Regions from separate parts of the Oryza sativa genome. Here region 1 is linked to region 2. The links are chromatin contacts, called in public ChIA-PET maps. All regions are on one chromosome and are shown on one strand. The core of a region is the stretch at or near the end of the contact, and the rest is flanking DNA. Distances in the headings are between cores, read along the strand shown. Region 1 holds the start of LOC4333192 (calmodulin-binding protein 60 A). Region 2 holds the start of LOC4333183 (mechanosensitive ion channel protein 2, chloroplastic).

What was found. ChIA-PET counts read pairs in DNA pulled down with a chosen protein or histone mark.
Region 1: a contact with region 2 is called in an RNA polymerase II ChIA-PET map of leaf, with 5 times the contacts expected there. The contact joins the promoter of LOC4333192 here to the promoter of LOC4333183 in region 2. A contact is called at or near these places in 1 of 15 Hi-C or Micro-C datasets (seedling) and 1 of 4 datasets of contacts at active chromatin or transcription factors (leaf).

The regions. Positions count from the first base shown.
Region 1 is chr3:18,853,175-18,859,717 of ASM3414082v1, reverse strand. LOC4333192 (calmodulin-binding protein 60 A) reads right to left here and starts at 5,261. Exons shown (of 7, transcript XM_026023894.2): 1 at 5,012-5,261; 2 at 4,827-4,924; 3 at 4,275-4,327; 4 at 3,663-4,153; 5 at 3,225-3,385; 6 at 1,643-1,843; 7 at 698-1,528. The coding sequence starts at 5,012. The coding sequence ends at 941.
Region 2 is chr3:18,660,415-18,667,332 of ASM3414082v1, reverse strand. It overlaps LOC4333183 (mechanosensitive ion channel protein 2, chloroplastic), which reads right to left and starts at 5,436. Exons shown (of 14, transcript XM_015775791.3): 1 at 5,091-5,436; 2 at 3,882-4,047; 3 at 3,744-3,797; 4 at 2,388-2,545; 5 at 1,654-1,774; 6 at 1,477-1,571; 7 at 1,235-1,348; 8 at 220-280. The coding sequence starts at 3,959.

The sequences.
Region 1 (6,543 bases), core at 4,012-6,511, 190 kb before region 2:
ATCAGGAGGAAGTAGACCCCTTCTCCTATGTTGTTCATCTTGCTCCAATGTTAACACAATATTAGTGATTCACAACAACTTGTTCCTCTCCACTAATTTGGATCCAATCAGACCCCTTCTCTTTGAAAAAAATTGAGTGAGGATGTATAGAAGGCTTCGAAATCAATTCTTGTTTGTGCCTAATAATATTATATAGGCAGTGTACGGATCCCGTAGGGGTATATTACCCAACCATATGTTTTACAAAATCTAATTTGAGAGCCATCCTTAATTGTAAAGGACCTGTGTTTGGCCTCCGTATACCACGAAAAGATAATCAAGATAGTGAAATTACAGCTGAAAGGATTTTTAATATGTAGAGGAAAAAAAGGGTTCCGAAATGGTCTCCAAAATTATTGCACGCCCGTTTGGTTGCCACGGCACGGGCATCTCTTTGACATCCGTATAGCACGAAAAGATAAGCAAGATAGTGAAATTACAGCTCGAAATGGTTAAATATTTCTCCAAAATGATTTCACGCCCGTTTGGTTGCCACGGCACGGGCATCTCGTTTTTTTCCCTGCACAATCGTATCAACGCCCGCCTTTCGTGGGGGCACCATCAACCGAGACACATCCTTCAAAATGTTATTGCTTGAAAGGCGAACTAATGTTGCAAGAACAATGTTGTCGCCAAAATTCAAAGAACTAGCTGAAGATAACCATCCACAAATATTTACGGATTATATTCACAAAACTTCATCTGATTATTTACAGGCAATGCTGAATGCTCATGCTGAAAAAATGCTGGATGTAGCTCATAAACCAGCAGAGCGTGCCAGCTGTGCCCAAAAAGATTTCAAGACTGCCAAACTCGTATGTACATGATTTCCTTTTCTCCGCTTATATATATTTCACGGTTTAACTAAACAACCACAGGAATAAACATGTGAACGAAAACGTTATTTCCCATGTTCATTTCTTTTCATAGCAACAATCTTCTTGGTGTAGAATATCCATCCTATAACATAAGACAATGTCCTCCATCCTCTATACGCCTTGGGCTTAGATATCGTTGCAATGAAGCCTTTCAATGCAGCTCCAAGGTCTTGTGTGTCAAAGGATACAGATGGATCTGAACAACGATAGTAATCTTCACTGAATGAGGGGTGACTGGTGCAATCCTCATAAACCAAAGAATTTGAGAACTTGTCCACTGTCTGTGATACTTGCGGTGGTGCATGGCCACCAAGTGGGGGTAACTCTGACTGATATTGATTTTCATTGTTTTCTGCAGTTTCCAATGGACAAGGATCCAATGCACTCGAGGGATCAATTGAGAAAATGTCAGGTGATGGTATGCTTGACTGGCTCAAACCAAAACCATCGGTAGAAACTTGTGTAGGAAACTGGTCATAGTCATTTTCATGCAATGACGTAGTTCTCACATCAAGGAGCTGTGAAGGATTTGCCAGAAGTGTTTCATTGTCACAGGTGAAGACATTCTTCCAATTTTCATACGCTTGCTTCACAGCTGCATATGCTTCAGCCTATAAAGAGCAAAAGTTAAGGTAAAAAAAAGATGGTCCATATCCTAACTGGTGAAGGGGAAATATACAAGAACCTTCTATAACTAACTAAGTCGAATAAAAAATTGTGAATACCTTCTCCTTTTCTCTAAGATCATCAGCACAAACAAACTTCTCAGATATTAACCCTCTCACTTCTCCAACAACATTGAACACGACTGCTGTTTTGCTTAGGCTGTCTGGATAGTACAAATGCACCTTGTCAGGGAGAATACAGGTTTTTGAATGCTCAACTGTGACCTCCCACATCTTTGTTGACATGCCACTGCCCAATATCTGCATAATTTGAGCATAAGGTCACATATCCACACATTTTGCTGAACGGCCACTATCATCTACAAATTCAGGCAAAAAGATAGAAATATGACATATGCTTACTGAGGAAAAAACTAGCTTAGATTAGCATAACGATGTTTACCACAGAAAAACAATAGATTCACTCAAATGTAAGAAACATACAGTTTCATGGTTATACATTTCTCAACATAACAAAATAATGCTGACAACCATAACAGTAACTTCTCAAGCTGGCCAGTCTTCCCCTACCTGATTAGTCCACATGGACCTACAAAATGCTGACACGTGGAACAAAGAGAAGATGCAGCCTACAGCTAGCCAGCTAGCTACGCTCTGCTTTCCTGGTTACAATCCTCTAGATACTTCCAAGCTCATAGAAGTATAGTCAATAAATTAAATTAAGAACACCTCAATCCTTCGGATGATCTCAAAAGTTATTACCCCTAGAATAAACATGACACAGAGAAACACAAAACTACACAAAATTTAGGAAAAACTAGGAGAAATACCATAAATTGGAAAATAAATAATTACATGTTATAGTGGAAAAAAAATAGCTGTCAAAAGAAATAATAGGGCCAAGACTTTCTTTTGAGAAAAACAATCAACAATTCAAGTCTAGAGCCCAGATGCTTTTGAGCGGGTTTTTGAAACTGGAGCTCAAAAAATAAATAGAGAAAACAATGGAAAATCAAAATGTAAAAAAACAGATCTCTAAAATTGAAGCTCCCAAAAAAAAGAGAGAACACAACTGGAAATCAAAATATATATAAAAAATAGAGAACCAAACTCAAAATCAAAATGTAAAAGAAAAAGAAAGCACCCAACGGATATCAGTTGCACTGTATCGCTCTGACGATTTCCGATGCTAGATATGGTCGATTGATTATGATAATTATTGAAAATCCAACAGCTCACAAACAAAATTTTCCAATTTATGAAAGCTGGTAATTTCTTACTGAACATGCATTTTTAAATAACAAGTAGGTAACATAATAAGGCATATATTACTATTGTACTTCAACTCTCAAACTTTGATAAAAACAAAATTAAAGAGCGTATTATAGGGTTATTTTCAAATATTGTTGGGATTTTACAATAATTAAATTAATTATGTAAATACTTGCAAAATTATTTTGATCATGTCACGGCTATAAATTTTGAAGCACGCCAATACGTGCTGATGATTTTCTAGTTTGATGTACATCAGTACATTATATGTAAATATTCGATAGAAAGAATTGCAACAATAGGCAGATTGTGTAAACTCAAAAAAAGAATGCAAAATACAAACATAGAAAGATTCTTTTATCTTTGAACAAATGGAGAAGTGCATCCAAAGATCAGTATAGTATAGTACCTTTCGAAGCCTAGGAGCATCAAGATGTAGTAAAGTGAGGAATTCTTTTACAGTAACAATTTTCTCCCTATTCAAACGCTTGTGAAATGCTCCCTCCTTGCCAATCTTCTCCAGGCGCCAAACCTCATCATCAAGAATAGGGGGATGGTGCTTCTTGTATACTAGGAAAAATGAATAAAATAATTCCAAAAGATGAGTTGAAATTTGACCGCCTTTTTACATTTATGACAATGAAAAATAAAAATGGCACAGGGCAATCATTTTAAATAGTAGTAAAAGAGAATTATCTGTCTATGATAAATATGTGCTAAAAGAAGGAATTTCCATATTGATAAATGTGCAATTATAAAATAAAGGGACAACTCTGCCAAATGGATCAGGAAACTAGCACTAGTCAGGGAACTAAAAGAATAATTGAAATTTGATAAGCAAACTCACATTCTCCACGATGATCCTTCACCACAAATGATTCAGACTTTGCTTCACGCACCCTTACTCCGTTATAAGAACCATCCTCAGTTTTTGCACCTAGCCTGAACTTACGGCTGCGTGTCCAACTGGAATTATCTGTGAATGATAGTTCCCCCACTGCACCAATGCCTTTAATAAGGCCAACAAAAATGTCTCCAGAAAGCAAGGGTCGTTTACCTTCCCTTGCTCTAATAATGTTATTGTTGAACTCTTGAGCTGTCCAGTCATCGCCTTCTCCACCTTCAAAATCCCCCTCTAAAACTACTATTTCAACTTTCATCAGGGACTCATCGCCTGATGCTACAACTTCTCTGGTAACAGTGTCAACTAGAGCAATAGTTATACTTAAGGAGCTCTCCCCTTCAATCTTGGAGCCAGTGAAAATTGGAAGTGAAAGCTTAGTCATGAACTGTAGCTGGAAATTTTTCGATGAAGATGGAACAACATCCATGACAGTTCTAATGGGAAAAATAAAAAAAACAAGTTGTTAAACTAAAGAAAGCTGCATTAACTTTATGAATCTATACAGTGACTGATACTTGTCAAATTGGTAGTTAAGACTGTGTTACAATGTCGTACCTTGCCATCATAGTGGCATGATTTGCAAACGCTGACTCGATTTCTTCTTTCACCTAGAAATTATAATTGGGTAGAACATCAAGACCATCATTGGACAGCCAAAAATAACACATGGCTGAAGAAAATCCTACTTAGGATAAACTTTCAACAGCTTTGAGTGAAAATACTATCTTCTAGATAGAAACAAATGAGTCCAAAAACTAGAGGTCAGGAATTAATGATTTGTCTTCCATGGCTTAAATGCTTGCTAGGTTTCAATTTATGGATTTACAGGGTTCCTCACATTAAGTTGGGAACTACAAGTAGGGTTTGTGTAATTCACAAGTTCAAAACAGATCTAATCATGCTAGCTGCACCAAATACAGATGAAACTTGGAATAGAATTATGAATGATCAATATAAAAGCCATGTTAGCAACAAAAGATAACCCTAACCCCAACAGAATGAAAGGGGATACAGATCAAACATGTACTCGAAAGGCATAACTTCCATGAATTCATGACACATGGGTGAGAAATGGAAAAAATAAGTAGGTTCCATAGGCTGCCTCACCACTCTTCGGATGAGGGGCTCGATAGCCGTGAACAACTTTTCGATGCTGCTCTTCCGCATCACCTCCGTGATCACCCTGCGCGGAGGCAAAGCCACCACTGACACCAAATCAGATAACCAGCCACACAAACACAACCATGGGGGTTCCAATCGAGCTCTCAAGAGAACGGAAAGGGGGGGCATACTCGCGGAGGGCGGGGACCCTCTGGCGCTTGGGCTCCCCGCGGCGGTGGGGCGGCGAGGAACTCCCGGCCCCGGATTCGGCCGGGACGGGGGGTCCCATGCCTCCGCCGACGCCGCCGCTGCTCTCCTCCGGCTGCCGCTTCTGCGACATCTCCGGCCGCGGCGCGCGCCTCGCCTCCGTCCTCGTCGTCGCTGGCCGCAAAGCGCCTGGTGGGTAAGCTCTGGTTTCTTTTCCCTTCGTTCGCGTATTGTGCTCGGTGCGCCTGTGCGAAGTGCGGTGAAATCCTGGACCGAGCCAGAAATCTCTAGAGCTGGCCCACATGCAGTGACTACGCCCACATGCCAGTACGCCTAATCCAGTTTAGGGCATCTCAATGTTTATTGCAAAATTAGGTGCTAGCAACGTTTGTCCGTCAGATGATAATAATAAGTTGAAAAGACATCACTACGTATATAGGAACATCAGTGAGTCGGGTTAGGTTTGGGCGGATCGAACATACCTGGCCCAAGACCCAAAACTACTCGCCCGCCCGTTCCCACTACTCTCATCAGGCGTAAAATAAAAACCCATGTCCATGCCCGTCAAGTATCATATACCATAGGTTTCCAACAACATATACATATAAACTATTACTTTTAACATCTATGTTTAGCCATTAACTATAAAACCATAAACAATCAATACTACACGTTATAATTATTCATAAAGTATTGGCGTGTTCGGAAGCCATTCATGTGGCAGCGCTACGGCTGCTCACTTCTATAGCTAGTCGCAGTGCAGCCGTGGTAAACGCCAGCCGAGCATAGCCATTAAATATGAATCAAAATCCATAAATTCTGTAATCACAAATTATTTCGTCACTAAGAAAGAAAGCAAATGATTAAACCATTAATACTATATGACTTTGTTGCACTTACATATTTATGTTTTATGTTTTAGTTAGTGTTGACTGTTGACACACAATCTTCTAAAGTTTATGTATGAACATAAATATTTGGGTATCCACGAAACACTCATGTGCATAGAATAAACCCCACGCCACACCTGTTAATACATCGGGTTTGGATCGGCCATACCCAAGGGCATAAAATCTAACCCACACCCATACCCATTACGTGTGGTACGTGCGGTACTCGTGGGTACCCGGTCCCATAGGTAAAATTGATATCCCTAAATGTACATATGTAGAGTGGGTAATAAGGTGGGACCCACAAAAATTCCCCAAACATGAACCATAGCACAATTAAAAAAATAGATAAAACCCACCAAAAACCGCTAATACCTAATAATAAGCTTATTACTTGCTATTTCATCACATTGTGGATGCCTTTACAGAGCTGGAGAACTTAATTAGTTGATTAATTAGGAGTAGCATTACACGTGCTTGCTCATAATCTTAACTTATGATATGTTCTATTAATATCATTTTCACAAAATATAGCTACATAAAAGTATTTTACTCGACTATGCAACAGCTCTATTAATACCATTTTCATATATAAAACCTTAATATTTTTTTTACTAATGAGATTT
Region 2 (6,918 bases), core at 4,187-6,686:
CAGTGATTGGCTAGCTGATCAAGGGTACATGCCCTAAACAGGGTTCTAAGACCCATACCCAACCCATGCCATCACAGTTACCAAACACAAACAGAAGTAAATGCAGATATAAAATCTAGCAGAATCAGAATGAACCAAGGTAGGTACTTAGATAATCACTTGTTCTTTTTATTCTTTGAACTGAATCATGAATTTCTTACGTAAAAGAAACAGTCTTACACGTCTTGAATCATTGGGGTTACGCATGTCCATTAGAAATTTCTGTAACTGCTGAATTAAGCTACAAAAATGATAAATTATGTCAGTATGAGAGGAAAAGGAGAGAAAAAATGTATGCAAATGAAACCAACTGAACAATAATAAACAAGGAAAATATCAGCAAAACATAGCAAAGGTAAAAGTCTACTTTACATCCATAAACTCTTGACTTGGTCCAATTTTCATCCCTCAACTCCAATACCGGATAAAACATGTCCCTAAACTATCAACGACACTATAGGTCTGAAGCTAATTCAAGGCAATTTTCGCTCCAGGTCTGCTGGGGAGTTTTTGGGAAGGTGGAAGAGAAAGGGAGTAGGAGAGGTAAATGTGACATGGCTCTTAGCTCACCCTGTACATGTCATTTGTTATGCAAGTCGACTAGCCAAGTAGTCCACATGGGCAAAAACCACTCTAAACTAGTGCTAGGGAAGATGAGGGACATGTTTTGTCCAGTTTTGGAGTTGAGAGATGAAACGTAGACTAAGAAGAGTAGGGACAAAAAGTTTACTAAGACATAACTTGTTATTTCCAAGCCAAAATGCACCAGAATGTAAGTAAAAGCTCTTCACATTAACATTTCCCTTTCTTAGGGTAAATAGGAACCATTGTCAATCTGTCAAACAAATATTATCCTTCAAGTCTGAAATTTTACCCATTTCATGTACTGACTTAATTTTCAACTTGCACATTGATGGTATCTAGTATTCTAGTCATCAGCAAAGTCTATGATTTTCCACTTTCACATGGTGTTGAGAATACTCAAATTGAGCTAGATTAAGAAGAGAATGCCAATGCCCTGAATTTCAGGCTCCAGGAAGTGCTCTATTTTTAACTTTATCAGTCCGCAAACATGACAACATCAAATAACTGAGTATGTTGAACTAGCCACAATTAACTTGCATAATTAGAACAATAGTTATAACTTGAAAGGCATCTCTGAATTTTTTTTCCGTTGAGAACATATAATGTGCACCTCGTCAGAATATAGGCAATAGCCAGGACAGTTGATAATGATCTCACAAAAGTTACAAGGCGTGTTTTAACTGCTTGGCTTGCTGCTGAAGGCAACACAACTGGATCCAAAGCCCTGTACAATGTTGTAGAACAAAAACAAATAACAAAAGAAATAAGCAAAAGATGGCACTCAGATGATGCAATATCAATAAGATAGGATTGACACTTCCCAAATTATATACTCCGCTATGGCTACTGTACCTGCAGATAAGTGTTGCTCCTGTCCATAGAAGCAATGGTTGAAGGTACGAGGTAGAAATTAAGTATGTAGGGCTTTTCTTCCAGTTGCCTCCATGCTGTAAGGTACATTTTGGTTATGATATTTTTAGCAAGTCAAAACATAAAAAGCAGAAATAAGGCCATGTAACAGAACAATACGTCGAAACGGTTTCTAATGTCCCTCATTAAAGGCAAGAATCCCCATAAAGCAAAGACAATTATTCCAATTGCAGGAACCACAAGCGCAGTAGCAGGATTTGCAAGTAAAGTGTCACATGACCTGTCAAGAGAAAATAAGGAATCGGTAAAAAGAATTCCAGACATGAAATAAGTAAAATTTTATAGTGATACGGAAATTACAATAAGAAGCAAATTCTTATTTAAAAAGTGTTAATTTAAACTGGTTGAGGCATAAAATGTGAGTAGGCATCCTAAACTAATTGTGGATATTTTTTAAGAAAAATGTCTCAGTATAGTTCTATCTCAAAGCATCCAATAAGCTAAAATTCTAGGCAAATTATTATCACATGTTATACAAATAATTGAAGACCATGGGACTCAGTCAAGAGAAGTAGATCACAAACCTACTAAATGTTCCCTAGTACCCTAAGATACTGGAAGATATCAACTTGCTCACCAGTCTGATGCGTACTATTCAAATGTACTATAAGATACCACTACAAAACACTTACGATCATATACCATTTTACAGTCAGCAAGAAAATCAAATTCTGCAGATTTATGTATGGTGACAAGCATGATCATCAGTGCAAACTTTCTGAGCATTCAGGAAACTTCACAAGTAACAGTTTACTGATGGGACAAGCATGATCATCAGTGCAGATTTATGTACAATACTATGGTGACAAGCATGATAGGACAAGCAAAACTACCTAGTCAATGCCACTGATGTGCTCTTGACCAAAGGGATTTCCTGCAAAGAAACAGGCAATGCAAAAGATCTAACACCCAAGGCTCTATATCTAGAAGGCACATATAGCATAGGCCTATAGTTCCTCTCCAATATGTTATGACCCCAGCAATTGTGTCCCTGCAAAGAAATGAAGAGAATTTCTCTAAGGTTTACTATAATAGAGCAAAAACAACATTAAAATAAATGGAGTCAAATACTACCTCCGTCCAAAATATAAAGATTTTTAGAGTTGGACACGGATAGTAAGAAAGTATGTAGAATTAAATGGGAGATGTTTGTGATTGGTTGAGAAATGGAGGTAGGTGGAAAAATAGAATGGTGAATGGTTGTGATTGGTTGGGAAAAGGATATTGGTGAAGAAGTTGTTATATTTTGGGATGGAGGGAGTACTATATACTATTGGATAACAAAGAACAAATGACAAATACAAACTGTAGTGAATGATGCAAAAGAAAAAAAAAAGGAAACACAGTACAACTATTAACTGTTATATTATTCGTGTACCAAATATAGGTTCTTCTCTATGACTCTATGTAGTAATAAAAGAAATGCTTTGTGTCCCTATGCGCACAACACTACTCAGCAATATCTCTATGTAGTAATAAAAGAAATGCTTTGTGTCCCTATGCGCACAATACTACTCAGCAATATGTGCATAATACAGATTCCCCATTTCTCAGTCTATCGACAGATGGTAAACACTTACAAGTTATGAGATATTCATTATTTCACTTAATTCTCATACCACAACATATTGATAAAAGCATCTTCTCCCACTCTCATGTGAATGCAGCTTGTTAGACCATTTCAAGAAAATGAATTACACTTTATTAACTCAAACAAAAATTAATGTATCTACAAAATGGTGAGAACAAGCACGGCATTTAATTCCTTTTATCACTTCAATTGCTTAGAATTGACAGGAAAGACTAACAGTAACTTGACAATCGTTGTGTAAATATTATTAGAATTTCAAACTAAGTTTCAAACAGCAAGATATCTGGATAGTCTAAAGCTGTCAAATACATCTGTGAAAGAGAAATAGATAGCAAAATAATTCTCTGCCATACATATGTACACACTCCTATTCTAAAATAATTATTTGCTTCTGCTACATGACAACTACTAACTTTTTTCTCAAAAAAAAATCTACTAACTTGCACAATTTCAAGTAGGAACAAATATTAGGTGCAGAAAAAGGTAAAACATATGTAGACTTACAGTAAAACATAACAAAAGAAACATCACTACACCTCTATAAACAGTGACTGAAAAATAATATTATCTTAACAGTACTGAAAGGAAGAAACCATACATTAGGGACCGAAGATAATGAAGTTGATGTGAGAGAACTTCGGATATCTGGGTTCTAGGAAAAATAAACATTCAGGAGTCAGGACACAGAAAATAAAAACAGATTAATAATTAAAGATTAGGAGTGAACAATCTGCACCCTGAATTTGTTGGTCTGGCAGAAACGGTTGGTAGCAGTCACTCCTTGGAATAGCTGGGATGTCACTCCAACAGCCATCTCAGGCAGGACTCAAATGACACGTAAAATAATCACATCCACTGAATTAACTTCTATCAGTGCTGCCTGAGTTATAAGTGCAACTTCACTTCTCTGACAAAAAAAACAATATGTAAGAAGTGTGGTTTGCAACGGGCTTAAGATTAATTTGAAATATTTTTTAGAACATCAAGTTTCCTGTTTCTTAATTAAGTATGAAGGAGTCCATATTACTCCCCAGTCCCCACCCCCACCCCCGAGAAATGTTCTGCCATCGTGGTCATTGATGTGGCTGCTAACATTTGCATTCACTCAGAATTTGTTACATAAAATATTCTTCCTCATATGTTCAGGGTACTAGTATTGCCAAAATATTAAGTTTTAGCATGACAACATGGTGCCCGAATCAAATAAATCAAGGTAATGAAGATACTTTTATGCATGACCAGACACTGGAGGCTCCACATACCCTTGGAGCACTATATTAATTAAAATATGGTGTCGGTAATAAAATATTTTTATCAACATCATAGTATGACCTAACCTAAGTCCTACCAACTAGTACCACTGTGCAAGAGTAACCGGAAATCAAACTGGTCATGCCCAACCCTAGGCATGCCAATTACAGCTAAAAACAACACTGTTCTAATTACACCTGCAAGCTGCTCCAAATCGCCTACTAACATTCAAGAATGGATATTGGAATTTCAGTGCCATCAAGACCGTGCCACTGCCCACTGGTATTCATGGTCAAGTTGGTAACAGGAAATGGAGGTCCTAGGTTACATAGCAGTATAAATCACGCGCAAAGATATCATCACAGTTAAGCAGACCATCCCATGCCGTACCCTCGAATTGAACGAACCAATTCAAACCCCTCAATTCTAGGAAATTATTATCAACTTAGCAGACGGCAACATAGTAACAACAGCCAGTACTATCATAGGAACAACAGGTATTAATCCTATCCTAATCCATTTAGAACAAAACCAAAACCAATTAACCCCCAATGATTCAACCATTCCTCATCCAATTCCTTCACACAAACCATGCATAGTGATTCTCGATCTGTCAGACGAGGAGTTGCGTACGCGACACGGCACCGAGGCGCGCCGCCCACCAATAACCAGGAGCAGCGGCAGGGGCCCTTACCTGGGCGGAGTCGCGCTCGGACGGAAGGCCACGCCGGCCCGGGATTTCAGCGGCAACTCTCCGGCGGCGCCGGCGGCCCGCGGCGGGCGCTGAATCCGAGGGGATAGGAGGGAGGGAGGGAGGGAGGGAGGGAGGGGGGCGGCGGGCGAGGGAGGAGAGGGAGAGGGGGACGATGGATGAGTGGGGGGAGATTGGGAGAAGGGAAGGGAGGAGGAGAAAGAAGAAGGGAGAAAAAAAGAGGAGGAAAGGAAGGCGAAGGCGATAACGCCGTCTGCGTCCGGGCGCGGCGTGGCGAGGCGACACACGCGACGCCGCGAGAGCGATGGGGGAAGCGACGGAACCACGCACGTGTAGCCTTATCGCCCTTGCCTTTTTGCCTATGCGCCGTGCCTGATTGACCAGCTGCTTTTCTTTATTATTATATTATTTCTTCTTTTATATTATTTTAAAGTATATGCGATGATTGACTCATAATATTTTTTTTCGTGCCCCTCACCTCCTTCTCTTTTTTTTTTCTTTATAATTGTATAAAACATGAAAAAAAAAGGAAATTACTATAGAACGTGTATCGAATTTTTTTAGCCATTGGATTAGCTCCAAATTTGTGCACGCGAGATGAGAGAAAATTTTTGGCCATTAAATTCACTCCGAAATTTATGCACGCAAGATGAAAGAAAATAGTAGAGAATCGCTACAGAGATAACCTTTTATACAAAGAATTTTAAATTGTGAGAAGCAGCTTGTACTTCTGATTTATTTTCCGACTACAACTATCTATAATTATAGTCTATAGATTCTTGTAATCTATATAACAATCTCAACTATTTCAAAGAGCTTCGGACAGCTAAATATCCTACGTGAGGCAATAACTATACGCGTGAGAAACTCTCTAAATATGGCCTACTTATAGAACGATGGGTCGGTAGCTAGGATTAAGCCACCGGCTTTCATGGACCACAAGCTGCTTAGCGAGCTGTGCCAAATTACCAACCATAGTCCAGCAACTAGGAATTGAGCCCTCTTGAAAAGAATAACTAGGGCTGTGTTTGAGAAGAGGAGATTGGAAAGATACGCAAAACGAGGTGAGCCATTAGCACATGATTAATTGACTATTAAGTATTTTAAACTTAAAAAATGGATTAATATGATTTTTTAAAGCATCTTTTCTATAGAATTTTTTTTACAAAAAACGCACCGTTTAGTATTTCGGGAAGCGTGCGCGCGGAAAACGAAGCAAAACTCACTAACAATCACTTAGATCACCTAGGAAAGAACACAGCCTAAAGCATCCATTCTTTTTCTCAACTCCAAACTCGTACTTTTAAAACTATTAAATGGTGTGTGTTTTGTAAAAATAAAGTTTCTATATAAAAGTATAATTATTAATACTTAATTAATCGTGTGCTAACGAGGTTTCTCGTTTTACATGCGTTAAAATCTGTCTTCAAAAGTGAAGATGGAACGCAACCTAAAAATTGAACTGATTGAATCCCCTCCATTACAATAGTTCAGTTTTATATACAAGTCCCTTGCATTTCTATATTACTAAACAGACTAAAATTCGGAAATATACAATTTCTTAGGAATTACACAATTTTTAAGGGATTGTCTATGAGACGAATGGCTGAAAAAATTTGTGTTCTCGGCCCGTTTGTCTGACTCTCTATGATCCAAACACGCATCTCCCATCCACCTGCGCAAGGAATAAGTTCACCGGAGGTCCCTCAACTTAACAGCGAGATTTTTTGAGGTCCCTTAACAACAAAATCAGAAATGTCTACCCCTAAATTCACTTAAACCGTTCACCGGAGGTCACTCGGCAGTATTT